Regions from separate parts of the Mus musculus genome. Here region 2 is linked to region 1. Evidence: chromatin contacts called from public HiChIP or PLAC-seq data. All regions are on one chromosome and are shown on one strand. Each heading gives the region's core, a stretch centred on a gene start, on an enhancer-like site or on the middle of the called end of the contact. The rest is flanking DNA. Distances are from core to core; before and after follow the strand shown.

Evidence for each region. HiChIP or PLAC-seq counts read pairs in DNA pulled down with a chosen protein or histone mark.
Region 2: an HNF4G HiChIP or PLAC-seq map of pancreatic cancer cells shows a contact between it and region 1. The contact joins two enhancer-like sites. A contact is called at or near these places in 1 of 39 promoter capture datasets (pre-B cells), 1 of 484 Hi-C or Micro-C datasets (embryonic stem cells) and 1 of 115 datasets of contacts at active chromatin or transcription factors (pancreatic cancer cells).

The regions. Positions count from the first base shown.
Region 1 is chr14:65,342,149-65,344,868 of GRCm38.p6, forward strand. No RefSeq gene overlaps it. Among named protein-coding and RNA genes, the nearest start is that of Zfp395, 15 kb to the right of the region's middle. Within about 2 kb of position 1,278, at least 394 of the 459 cell types and tissues checked have an H3K27ac peak or open chromatin away from gene starts, as enhancers often do. A contact at or near this core is called in pancreatic cancer cells, where this site is marked.
Region 2 is chr14:66,146,230-66,148,929 of GRCm38.p6, forward strand. It overlaps Chrna2 (cholinergic receptor, nicotinic, alpha polypeptide 2 (neuronal)), which reads left to right. Exons shown (of 7, transcript NM_144803.2): 5 at 177-286; 6 at 2,558-2,700. Among named protein-coding and RNA genes, the nearest start is that of Chrna2, 6.6 kb to the left of the region's middle. Within about 2 kb of position 1,417, at least 43 of the 459 cell types and tissues checked have an H3K27ac peak or open chromatin away from gene starts, as enhancers often do. A contact at or near this core is called in pancreatic cancer cells, where this site is marked.

The DNA.
Region 1 (2,720 bases), core at 28-2,527:
ACGTGTGAGAGACTGCATGGGTGTATGGGTACAGAGAAATTCTGCCTCATAAAATAAAAAAAGAAGGAAAGAAGGAAGGAAGGAAGGAAGGAAGGGAGGAAGGGAGGAAGGGAGGAAGGGAGGAAGGGAGGAAGGGAGGGAGGGAAGAAGGAAGGGAGATAAAGTTATGGGCCCAGAGGGTAATGTATATAAGTTTTCATTTAACACACATTGAAACATTTGTTAACCACCAGTACCCACAGGATGGAGTTGAGGCTAATAGAGAGACCTGATAAAGGAGAGAGAGCAAAAAGGCTCCATCTGAAGAAACTTGAGCACACTATCACTTGTGTAATTTATGGAATGAGGGGTCAGAATAAAAGACCAGGGTCTTGTAGTGTCTCCCTGTCCTGTCTGGGTCTATGGCCAGCTTCTTTCTCAGACTCCCATCTTCGTCCTGTTCCAGACCCCACCATCCACACCTCTTTCCTTGGCACCACAGATCGTTCACTGCACATTCCTTCCACTTAGAAACGTGTTCGGTGCTGGATCAGGTAGTTCAAGTCTGTAAGCTCAGCTGTTTGGGAAAGAGAGTCACAAGTTCTCAAACTAATCTGTACAAAGAAGAATGGGGGTGTAGCTCAGTGGTGGACGGCTACAATAACAGGAACAAGGTCTGGGTTGAATCCCACAAGATTTCAAGGGTTACTAGCCATAAGATGCATTTGCCTTAGCCTGTAAAGAGATCCCCTGTTTGTTCCTCCATCCTTCCCCCCAAAAAACCTTGACTTCAGGCCCCTAAAGCCTTGTCAGGCTGCTGCAGGTACTAGCAGGGAGCACGTTAAAAAGACAACAGTGTGTGACCAGTCCTGAGTGATTTTTTTTTTTTTTTATTAGCTTGGATGCCAATCCCTATTCTGAACACCTTATCTACTGGTGTTACTCTGTGCATCATCTCTGTTAGGTAGTTACTGTCGCTCCTCCTCCGGGTTATAAGTTATCTCTGGAATCCAGCAAAGATTTGCCTAAGATAACAAGTAGGTGAAGAAAGGGGCTGCGGAATTCTGGCCTGAACAATCCTTCCTCTTGTCACAGGCACAAGAAAGTACTGCTGGGAAGGCCTCCCACCTCTCTTTGCCAGCTATGCCTAGCTCCATTATAGCAGTTGTGCTGTCCCCGGATGAGGCGGGGGCTGAGACTGGGCTGCAGGTTTGGAGTGGTCAGTCATTTGACACTGACCAGTAAGAGACCAGACAGAAGCAACAGGAGGTGGAGTCTGACAGTGGATCTCTTCAGTCCTGAACCTCAAGTTCGCTCACCTTCTAGGAAAGGGCGACCAGCGCCACCCTGACCGCGCAGGGGTGCGCGTTTACGCCGCCGGAATGTATACGTTTAAGGACCGAAAGGCCGATTCTGGGGCTCAGGCAGCGACTTTAAGAGGTTCAGCCGAGCAGAGGCTATAGGGAAGATGGAGCAAAGCGCGTTGCGCCTGCAGAAACAGAAGCGGCATACACGCCGCCACGAAGCCCAGCCCGGCTCGCGGGCTGGAGCAGAGCCAGGCCGCGCAGGCCTCGGGGCGGGGCGGGACGGGATCTGGCCACGCCCCCAGCTTATTTTTCTCTCCGGCCCATAGCGCGAGTCACGTGGGCGGGGCCGCGTGGGCGGGGCGGTCCCTTGGGAGGAGGCTGGCTGAAGGCTCCGGGCCTCTAGCGCTCCGGGACCCGGCGAGAGAAGGAACGGAGGGGTGGGAGTGGAAGAAGGCATGCGGGCGGGGCCTGTCGTGGGGGCGGGGCCTGTTGCTAGGGCTGGCGCAGGAAACTGGGCTCAGGGGCCCGGCTTACTGGCTGCGGGCTCCGGCTGCTTGTTTACTCCTGGCGGGGGAGCAGTAACCCGGTGTTGGCGGAGGGGGGTGGGAGAGCAAGCGCGAAAACGTGGCCCGGAGTTCCAAGCTGAGGGAGCGGAACGGGCTGGGGGCCGGGGCTGCGGTGGGCCTGGATAGGAGCTGGATGATCCGGCGCAGCGCAGTCTTCAAACAAGTTCCTAGTGGCTGCACAGCTCCTCCTGGCCTTTGCGCCTTCCACCCTGCACACACAGTACTGTGGTTGGTGAAGGGTTGCATGCACATCGTTTTTTTAGGCCCTGAATTTCTTGGATCCTTTAGGATAGGACTATGGAGCGGTGTTTCTAGTGTTGCTGCTCGAAGAGGTGGACGCCTGCTGCGTGCTTGTTCCTGAGTGGGTCTCTGCCACTTTTTTTTTTTTTTCCAGGAACTGATTCATTTGCTGGTCCTCACGTAGTTCACATGCTTGCATCTGGCCACAATACACACAAATAAGCCCTTTGGGGGTTGTTCTAGGCAATTCAATAGCTTGTGCTTGGTTTTTCTAACTAGGATGAGCCAGAGGGCTGCTCACACAACCTAATGTGCTCCACAAATGAACTCGCAAAAATTAGCGAACACCGGGCAATACCTTCCTCAAATGAGTTTCCATTCATCTGAAAAATACAAAGCACGGAGAAACTGTAGCTGTACGTGGTATTTGCTACTGTATCCATTACCACTACCTAACCGGTTTATATCTGAGGACTTGAAGCACACCACATAAAGACTCTAGTCAGTCAGAAGTCACAAACATAGAGAAGGAAGGGAACAGGAGGCTTTTGAATTACCCCACCCCCCAAAGCGCTGACCCTATTGTGTGAGGACGTGTGATTTTCTGTCATTAGTGTCTCTAATTTGG
Region 2 (2,700 bases), core at 167-2,666, 800 kb after region 1:
TGCTTATCAGAAATGGTTTGCCCTATTCCCATAGCAGCCTTTTCCTCGTGCCATAGACTCTGTGGATTCTGTGGGGGCTAGGAGAGGGACACAGGGGTGCTACAGTCCCACAGCTCCTCAGATCACCTAAAGGTCCCGGTGGGGCAGTGCTCTGATGTGACCACTCCCCTGAGCAGGAATGGAATGACTACAAGCTGCGCTGGGACCCGGCTGAGTTTGGCAACATCACCTCCCTCCGCGTCCCCTCAGAGATGATCTGGATCCCAGACATTGTTCTCTACAACAAGTAAGAAGCCAGTTACTAATTAAAGTGCATCTGGGAGGGGAGAGAACTAGGCGAGCAAGAGCTCTTGCTGGGCTAGCAAGAAAATCTGTTTGAATCCTCAGTGGTCACATAAAAGCTGGGAGTGGTACTCTGGCTCGCTCTGTCTGTCTGTCTGTCTGTCTGTCTGTCTGTCTGTTTCTGTGAGTGTGTGTGTGTATGAGAGAGAGAGAGAGAGAGAGAGAGAGAGAGCACTTTAGCACTGGGGATAGGGGAGACAGGTAGATCCTAGAAGTTCACTGACCAGTCAGTTTAGCCAGACAAGCCTTCGATTCTTGAGGACCTGTCTCAAGAAGTAAAGATGGAGCATGGTCAAGGAAAGATACTTGATGGCAGCCTTAGGCCTATACACACTCAAATATGCACAAGCACTACCCACACATGTGCACACACCACACACATACACACATTTATTCACACATGTGTGCCAGCACACACTCTCTCTCTAATACATACATACATACATACACACATACACAAACATGCATGCATATATATACACAGACACATACTCATGTGCACTGGCATCTCTCTCTCTCTCTCTCTCTCCCTCTCTCACACACACACACACACACACACACACACACACACACACACTTTCTCATAAAAGAAACTAAAACTTATTCTTTCCTTTTTGGCTTGGGTAAGGTTTCACAGAGAAATCCAGACGTTAATACTTAAATGATGGCAGTGTCTCTTGCTAACATTTTCTAAAGCAGGTCTCTGGGGGACACTGCTACCTTCTTGAGATATGAATAGGCATGGAAGGTTCTTGGTGGTGGTGTGTGTGGGGGGGGGGGGGTTGGCATGTGACATAATTTTGGATAGCATAGTCACCCCCTGGTGGTCTAAGCCTTAAACACCTGTTGTTTGCTTCTGCAGGAGTCATATGCCCCGAGTTCCCCAGGCCCCATCTCTGTGCCCTGAGGTGGCACCTAGGATCCTTCCAGTTTCTGGTTCTCTCTGACAGATCAGGAACAAAGTCCCAGCAGCAGATTTATCTGAGTTTTTAAATTGTCAATAAGACAGCTGGTTGCTAATACCTGATTGCATCAAGTTCTTCTGGTAGGACAAAGGCTAGTCAGAACAGCTGCATTTAAGGGGTGTGTGAACGACACCCTCCTGCAGGTTAATAGGCAAAGGGTCAGTGAAGTCACATGGCCTCTTCCCCCGAATGGGGGCCTGCTGCCATCTAGTGGTAGTTATGTGAAATGACCGAAATTATCACTACCGGTTTGGGTTGAATGTAGGAATTGGGGGTGGAGTTTAAAGACTATTTCTACCCAGGGAAACCCAGAGTCCTATGGAGTCCTGCCTGCCGATTTCTTCCTTGTTCTTGTGAGGCTTCCTGTTTTTATGCTCTTGTCTCACCTCCCAGGTCAAGAACTAATTAAGCTTTCACAGTAATCCTGTTGAGCCCAGCCAGAAGTCCCTCCTGATCTCAGAAGCATTCCAAATGCCCAGTTGCATGGTGATGTCATGTGACTATATTTCATTTCCATGTGGTTCCCCAAGGGCAGGAACCACATCTCACATCCCTCAGGTACAGGCCCTGGTAGATGAAACTGGCCCCAAATACTGTGCTAAATGCACAGAGTACAGGGAGTTTCCTCACCAGCCAAAATGTTAGTCTCGTCTGGAAAGGAACGAAAAAGATCTGGGTACAAGATCTAGGATCCTCCTCCTCTGGAACTGAGTTCCCATTTAATCGTGAGGGAGATCAAAACACTCAAAAACCTTTACTCTAGTCAGGTATGGTGGAGAATACCTGTTATTCCAGAACTCAAGATACTGAGGCAGGAGGATCACAAGTTTAAATCCAGCCAGCAAGTTGGGGGCCAGCTGGGGCCACATAGTAAGATCCCTGTCTCATAAAACAACCACAAAAACTTCAACATACTAAATGGATAATAACAGGATCAGACTATAAATGTCCCATGATTTGAAATATGAAAAATTAAGGAATAGTCTTTATGACAGTCAGATATATAATTATGACATCAAAATGGCAATCGTGGTTTTTTTTTTTTTTAGTTTATTTAAATTTTTTACTTCTGCAATTAAAACACTGGTATTTGAAAAGGCAACTCAGATACGTCTGTCTGTAGGAGAGATTTATCTTGCCCTTGCTTGGATGACTCTACTTAGCCAGTCAATAGTGAGTTTGTTTACTCAGTTGCCCTGCTTCACGGAAGAGGCAGATATGCAGGATCCCAGCTTGTCTCCTCTTCCCAGTGCAGACGGGGAGTTTGCGGTGACCCACATGACCAAGGCCCACCTCTTCTTCACGGGCACTGTGCACTGGGTGCCCCCAGCCATCTACAAGAGCTCCTGCAGCATCGACGTGACTTTCTTCCCCTTCGACCAGCAGAACTGCA